Linked DNA regions of Xenopus laevis: region 2 is linked to region 1. Evidence: chromatin contacts called from public Hi-C data. All regions are on one chromosome and are shown on one strand. The core of a region is the stretch at or near the end of the contact, and the rest is flanking DNA. Distances in the headings are between cores, read along the strand shown. Region 1 holds the start of LOC121401251 (lamina-associated polypeptide 2, isoforms alpha/zeta-like). Region 2 has its middle 15 kb from the start of LOC108711583.

Region 1 (4,238 bases), core at 953-3,452:
TCTGTTTTCTTATGGACTGATGGCTCAGGAAACTTACTGTAAATTACCTTGGAAATTGCTTTATTGATGATTAATCATTTAATTTTTCATTCATTTTCAATCCCGATATAGCTACAGATGAATGCATGCCATGTACGTTTGCTGCACCTGGTGCGCCTACCACCGCCTGCAGAATCAGAGCAGTGAGTACCTGTCTATTTCTGTGTAAAATAAACAAACAAAAAGAAAAATGCTGGGACAGCACTTTTATAATCCAAGTATTGATTTTGAAATTGAATAGAATGCACAGCAGATAGAACACATAGCAACAGGTTGGTTCGTATTTGGCATAGTATTTAAATAGTAACAGCATACAAGAAAAGGAGGAACTAGAACAAAAATTATTTAAAGTAATTCTGTCATGGGAAAACATGTATTTTTCAAGATGCATCAGTTAACTGTGCTGCTCCAGCAGAATTCTCTACTGAAATCCGTGTTTTCAAAAGAGACAATTGATTTTTTTTATATTTAATATTGAAATCTGACATGGGGCTAGACATATTGTCAGTTTACCAGTTGCCCCCACTCATGTAACTGGTGTTCTGATAAACTTCAGTCACTCTTTACTGCAAGTTGGAGTGATATCACCCCCCTCTTTCCTCACCCCCACTGCAGCCCATCAGCAATTGGTAAGCCACCATACCAACATCAAGGTAAACCCCATATGGTTGTCCCTAACTATTTACCTATGGTCATAGTATTCAATGATAGGTCAAGAGACACTTATCCCACCATGCAGGGAGGTGCCAGCCTTAGAATACTATGACCGGAGGTAGATCGTTAGGGACCGCTATATGGGGTTTACCTTGACACGGTATAGTGGCTTACCAATTTTATGATCATAACTTTGTAACTAAAACCCAGTTTTTGCAAATGCATATACTTACATTGATACTAGATTACTTAGGGGAACAGGGGATGTACATTGGTCAATACCCCCTCTTTTTTGTACTTTTGCAGTATATATATATATATATATATATATATATATATATATATATATATATATATATATATATATATATATATATATATATACTGCAAACAGACCTTGTAGTATACATTAAATTTAAAATATACATTAAAAAAGGTAATAATAAAATATATGGAAAGAGCTAGTGGATCAACCAAGGAGCAAAGTCAGATGGATAGCGCCAATTTGAAATATGAATCATTGCAAGGTATTCAGTATAATGTCAGAGTAGGTTGAGATTAACGATATTGTAGTAATTCATAAGAATGTAGGATGAATACTGTATTCCTAGATCGGGGGATGTATACTGAGGGCCAAATTTACAATATCTTCAACTTTTAGCATGAGTAACACTGTCATAATAGCTTCTTGGTACGGTATGATTATGTATGGGAATGTTACAATGTTACCATGGGGATAATGAGTGATGTTGCAAGTGAAGGTTACAAGTTTCCATGATAACAGTGTTACATTTTGCTTTGTGTTTATCTTCCCTTACTAATATGATACACTTTGGCACAAAGTATTTAAATGTATATATGGGTAAGTTTTAAATTTTATGGATTATACATTACCACTACAGTGGGTTTTTAAAAGTCGCTGGTTTCATGACAACGTATGCACGTCATCAACTCATCACTGCTGTCTTTCCCGCCAGTTTGTGTATTTAAGCCAATTTCACTGTTTGTTGGGTACTTTGAGGGGCCGAAACGTTAGTCCATACCTGTAAAATAAATATTACTATTTCTTTTAAGACCTGTGAGTGCTGATCTTTCCTTTTGTATTGTACGAAGCATTTGCTGATCGCGCACCCAGGCACCTATACTGCATTTTTCGTGAGTGCTGGCATTCCTTGGATTATATATATATATATATATATATATATATATATATATATATATATATATATATATATATATATATATATATATATATACAAAAAATTGTAGAACGCCTCCTGCACTCACTTATCTGGGTTTGTTGCCCTGGTGCTAACAGAATATATGTATAAAAATCGAATGAATGCTGTTGCACAACAGGGTCTTGCAAAAAAAGTAATTATTTATTCCCTTACGTCCCCTACGGCAGCACCATGAGATTTATTTTGCTTTCCCTTACATGTAGGACAAGTGAGAAAAAAAGAGTTAATTCTCCCCACCCATAAATACCAGCTACTCAAAACCCCCTCTAGTGTTTTTTGTCCTACCTTCGTAGGCAGGTGAGTGTATTATCCGCGTAAAGGTGGATGCCATATTAACGTTCTTTCTGGTTTTTTCCTAGATTAAAGATGCCAGGTCCCTAGGGGACTTGAAGACCGCAGACTGCATTACCCAAGAGGTCTTTCAGTCGGAGGTGCGAGTGGCCTCTTAGGTTTTGCCGTCGCCGCAATAGACTGTGCAGCCGAGGGTTGCCCATAAACAAGATGGCGACGATAACCTATGACACGCAACTTAGAGTTGACGTGATTGGTTAAGAGATGTTTACACTGATGATGCGGATCAGGTGTGCTGAAGTTCGCACCAGAGGATCTTTAAAGCTAATCACGCTGTGTTCAGACGCTCCCCTTGTATAGGAGTGTGATCAGCCTGCTGCTTAGACGTTGCTGCCTGGGTTGCAGCCTCCTTATTCAGCACTAAGGTACAAGGTACTCTGTGGGCATGCTTTTTACCTAAGATTCCTTTATAATCTATGTGTAAATTTTCATGTTTTTTCAGATGTCTACCCTAGAGCCACCACCTGTCAAAAGACACAGGAAGTCAAAGCATCTGCAGTGTAGAGCATGTGACACACTTCTCCCAGATGACTATGGGAAAAGGTTTTGTAAGGACTGTCTGTCCTATCTGGCTCACAAGGATGTTGAAGCACTTCCTGAAGCTTCTTCTTCGTGGATTAAGGAGTTTATAAAATCAACTATGAAGGATATGTTTAACCAGTTGCAACCTGGCCCAGTCCCTATTGCGGATGATATTGTGAATTCTCCTACAATAGTTAATCCTATATCTTTAGACGGATCAACTCAGGATTCATCCTCGGATGAGGAAGAAATCTTAGCCTTGTTTCCGGTGGAAAGCACTGCGAAATTGATCAGGAGAGTAAGGTTAACGATGGAATCTCTGGAAAGCGAGGATTCGCAGGCAACCACTTCTCAGGTAGCTAAGAAATCTAAAAATTTTCCGGTTCACCCAGTCATGAAAGATTTAATGACTAGAGAGTGGAAAAATCCTGAAAAGCCTCCGTCTATAACAAAAAGACAAAAGCTTTTGTTTCCCATTCAGGAAGAGGAGATACAGTCCTGGGGGACTCCTCCGAAAGTAGATGTAGCCATTGCCAGACTGTCTAATAAAACACTCATTCCTGTGGAAGATGGTTCAGGATTAAAGGATCCTATGGATCGCAAGATGGAGTCCTTACTTAAAAGAGTTTATAATACGGGTACAGCTATTTATAAGCCAGCCTTGGCTGCCTCGGCAGTGGCTAGATCAACCAGGCATTGGCTCAAACAATTCACGGAGGATATCAACAACAACATATCCCGTGTGGAGCTTCTGGAATCCCTGGAAAAGGTCAATATGGCAGTTGAGTTCTTGTGTGACTCATCCATTGAAAGTATTAAGCTAGCTGCGAAAACTATGGCTTTATCTACAGCATCCAGAAGAGCTTTATGGCTAAGAACCTGGTCAGCTGATTCAGTATCCAAAAACAGCTTATGTGCCATGGCATTTGAACCAGGTCGTCTCTTTGGATCAGAGCTGGATAAACTTTTGGAATCTTTGTCAGGCTCTAAGAATAAGCGTCTTCCTCAGGAAAACCAATCAAATAGGAGCAAAAATTCCTTTTTCCGGAATAGAAGAACATCACCTAAAAGAGATAACTACTTTCAAAGAGACAGAAGAAGGAACGATACAAATTCCTTTCGGCCCAATAGAGCATTCAATTCTTCCAGAGGTGAGAGAGGATTTGGGAAAACCTTCCCACCAAAGAAAAGGCCATCCTTCTGACGCCAGAAGTTTACTGCCGGTAGGGGGCAGATTAATTTTTTTCTTTCCAGAATGGAAAGAAACCATTGCAGACGCATGGATACTCCAATTAATTGCAGAAGGCTACAGAATAGAATTTCTGAGTCTACCTCCTCAGAGGTTTATTCTTACTCCCTTAAATTCTCCAAACAAACAGCTGGCTCTCGAGCAGGCCTTCACAGAATTTGTTTCAGCCAGAGTTCTAGAAC
Region 2 (4,144 bases), core at 198-2,697, 71 kb before region 1:
GTCACACTGATTGGGAGGCGTTTCATAATGACCCAAAACATACAGCCAAAGCAACCCAGGAGTTTATTAAAGCAAAGAAGTGGAATATTATTGATTGGCCAAGTCAGTCACCTGATCTGAACCCAATTGAGCTGCATTTCACTTGTTGAAGACTAAACTTGGGACAGAAAGTCCCACAAACAAACAACAACTGAAAGCCGCTCCAGTAAAGGTCTGGCAGAGCATTAAATAGGAGGAAACCCAGAATCTGGTGATGTCCATGAGTTCAAGACTTCAGACTGTAATTGCCAGCAAAGGGGTTTATAACCAAGTATTAGAAAGTTTTTTCATTTGTCCAATTGCTTTTGAGCCCCTGAAATGAAGTGATTGTGTTAAAAAAAGGCTTTAGTTCCTCACATTTTCATGGAATCTTTTTGTTCTGAATTAAAGCTGAAAGTCTGCAGTTCAACTGCATCTGAGTTTAAAATTCATTGTGGTAATGTACAGAACCAAAATTAGAAAAAAGTTGTCTCTGTCCAAAGATTTATGGGCCTAACTGTATATTGCAGGAGCGCTTTGAGGCAGTTGTCAATCATTTCAAGGCCTTTAGCACCTCCCCCCATAGCCCCCCCATGTTGGCCATCTGCTACTTGTTTTGATGAAAGATGGCTGAACCTAATAAAGCCAACACGTGGCATTTAACTGTGGATTTCTGCTTCTATGAACAAAATGTCACCCTTCCCTATTGCTGGAGTTGATATACCGTATATCACTGCTAAATGGGTTAACTGGGAAGTGTAATCCACGGCACCATTTAAAAGGATTAACAAGCATCCTGTGATTAAGATCATAGTCAGGTTTGTGCTGACAGAAGAGCTTTCCATTGAGACACTGCGATGGAATGAATTCAGCAGGAACAATGGCTGTGTACCCTCTGCTGGATAAATGGTTGGAAATGTTCCCCTCTGGTCACCATGGTTACCCCATCAGGACCGCAAGCATGTAGCACAGTCCAGAATCAGCAAAGAAACAATGGAAATTTCCTCTCTCTGCTGGCAATTCAGTTGTCCCAATTAGAGAAGCAGACCCTGCGACTACTGGGGGGTCCCGGCTAAAGGGCAGTTTCATGTTCCTAAAGGCATCGGTTACAACAGAGGACTTAGTTTGTAGATTTCCTGCATGTTCCAAGTAAAAAGTAGTACACTGCTTTGGTAGACAATTTAAAGGGGGAATCTATAACCCAAAAATGAATTGATGTAAACTTACTAAGATAGCTCCTCTGAGTATCTTTACAATTTAAATGAATTTTCTATTTTTAGTGGTTTCTGAGATGTGAGCAGTTTTAGACCACTAGACTACTACTGGGTTTTTGGTTCAGCATTCAAAGTCAGAGTGACCCAGAGGCGGGCCAGGCTAGCCGGGCGCCCTAGGCGACCCAGCCGGCCACCTCGCCCTCACATCCCCCGTCGCTTGCGCAGTGATGTCACTCGCTTACACACAAGCATGTTGATGGGGCGCCGTGACGCACATGCGCGCAGACTACACAAGCTTATGCGCTGCGTAATGCCGACGCTTGTGTAAGCAAAAGTTAAGTTTGGCGAGTAGTAGAGTCTGGTCTAAGGGTAGGCAGAAGAGGTAACTGCCCAGTTCCCCTCAATTGTTGCGCCCTAGGCCGCTGCTTCTTCTGCCTACCCCTTGTTCCGGTGCTGGAGTGATCCGGGGTTTCGCATAGCTATGATTTACCTGTTAAAGCAAGCCCAGCAGGCAGAGACAAGTGCAGTACAGGTATTGGACCTGTTATGCAAAATGCTTGGGACCTGGTGTTTTCCAGATAACAGATCTTTCTGTAATTTGAATCTTCATACCTTAAGTCTACTAAAAAATCGTGTAAACATTAAATAAACCTTTTTTTCTTTCAATTAGGATTAATTATATCTTATTTGGGATCAAGTACAAGGTACTGTTTTATTATTGCAGGGGAAAAAATAAATCATTTAAAAAAATTTGGATAAAATGGAGTCTATGGGAGATGGCCTTTCCATAATTCGGAGCTTTCTGGATAAAGAGATTCCGGATAACTGATCCCATACCTGTATATATGATGTACTGTATATACTAGTTGGTATTCAGTTTACCTAACCTATGGCCTTCCATCTGTGAACTGCATGTCTCAGCATTAAAAGCTACGTGACAGGCTGAGTGTTCATTACCTTTATCAGTTAAGGATCAGGGTTGTTTTATGCTTGACAAAAACCCATGATGATTCCAATGCAATTTATATAAGGGCAGAGACACGCTGCTATTTGGGGAGATTAGCCGCTCATCGACAAATCGCTTCTTCTTCGGCGACTAATCTCCCCGAACTGCCTTCCCGCCAGCTAGAATGTAAATCGCCGGTGGAACGCCTTATTTTCCGAAGTTGCCTCACCATTAAACTTCAGGCGACTTCGGAAAGCTGAAACGATCCGAGTGCCATCCCGCCAGCAGTTTACATTCTAGCCAGCAGGAAGGTAGTTCGGGGAGATTAGTCGCCCGAAGAAGAAGCGATTTGTCACTTTGCGACTAATCTCCTGAAATAGCAGCGTCTGTCTCTGCCCTAATGGTTTTAGCTGCTCTTAGTCAGTTACCACCAGGTGGAGCTGATGTTCAGGCACGTGTCCTGGATACGGTTTACATACAATCAGGGATGGGCAAGTGGAACCACTGCTTTAAAACCATTCAAAAACAATAAATACATGTATACTGGAAAGTGCCTTAGAATGATGGCATATACAATCCAAAGCTTTAGATGCTGCACATGCCCTTAAAGCGACGTGACATGTACTCCTGAGAACTGAATCTGACTTCAGAAAAAATCTCTTTTGCAAGTTTGATGAAATAGAATCACTCTACACAGTTCTGGGTTCCCACTGTATCCCTTAAAAGCAAACACCTATAAACCCCCATGCTGCAGGGCTGATTAAATGATAATAAATAAAAATAAAATGTATACTGCAGGCTGCACTGATCTTTACACTGCACATCTGGACTAATTAGTACTAAACACTGCAGTTGATTTCAGGCAACCAAAGCTCACTTGTCGGCAAACATAGTCTTCACTGACATTGTTTTGGGTGGTTGACTAATATCTGGCCAGCAACCACTAACAGAGGGTTTTGGAAGAGTCCAAATAGAGACTGGAGATGAGGAGGACATCTACAAGGTGGACAATGGTTTCCTCCTCCCTGTCTATCTCCTATAACAGTGCTGTGCAACTTCTATGGTACAGAGGGCCGGAATTTTTCTAATCTACATGGTGGAGGGCTGATAATGGAAGCCAGTGTTAGCCACTCCCTGTTTTTAGTGCTGGGTAAGCATGAAACGCGTTAGGCGTTAGAGGGATTACTATACATGTTTTTTAACTACTGATGTGAATAAAATATATTTTTTTATTGAATAGCATGTTTTGGAGAAATTATTGAAATTGTGGTTTTGCCTCTTTTTGGTCACTAGAGGTCTCCAACATGCTTATTAATAGTATTTACTACTTCTGCTCCCAATTTGATCTAAATAACTCCCTGTTTTTAGACCACACCCACTTTAAACCACACCCATGTTACCACAAGACCATGTACACATTAATAGCACACCAAAAAACCAGATGGTTGGTGCTCACTGCAGGGATCAGGGCCGGAACTAGGGGTAGGCAGAGTAGGCGGCTGTCTAGGACGCCATCGTTGAGGGGCGCACTTTTACTGCGTTTTTTTTTTTCATTCTTTCATTTTTTTCAAGCGTTTATTTAATAATTTGTTTCAGTAATGATGGTCACTCAGTCAGGTGGAATTCCCCTCCTTCACCTTCTCCCTCTTGCCAGCAAGTAAAAGCTCCTTCTGTGCGGTGCGGCAGTGCAGCGTGACGTGTGTATTTGCGTCAATGATGTCACTGTTGCAGTTGGATGACAGAGAGAGGCAGAGAGCTGGGGGGCTGCTTGGTGTGACTCTCGCTGCTCTCAGACTTGCACAGTTGCACTGAACTGAAGACATTCTTTCTATTACTGTAAAGTGTGAAGCTTCCTACTGGCACAGCCAGGTACAGATTTGGGGGGCCATATGTTTGCTGTTGCTGCTGGACTGGGCGCTGGCACAGGTACATAAATACTGGGGGCAACATGATGTGATCAGATTTA

What was found. Hi-C and Micro-C count contacts between places; a contact is called where the count stands out from the background.
Region 2: a contact with region 1 is called in a Hi-C map of the XTC cell line, with 2.7 times the contacts expected there.

What each region holds. Positions count from the first base shown.
Region 1 is chr3L:134,416,572-134,420,809 of Xenopus_laevis_v10.1, reverse strand. LOC121401251 (lamina-associated polypeptide 2, isoforms alpha/zeta-like) reads left to right here and starts at 2,202. Exons shown (of 2, transcript XM_041585588.1): 1 at 2,202-2,650; 2 at 2,728-4,011. The coding sequence starts at 2,728. The coding sequence ends at 4,011.
Region 2 is chr3L:134,486,839-134,490,982 of Xenopus_laevis_v10.1, reverse strand. No RefSeq gene overlaps it. Among protein-coding and RNA genes, the nearest start is that of LOC108711583, 15 kb to the right of the region's middle.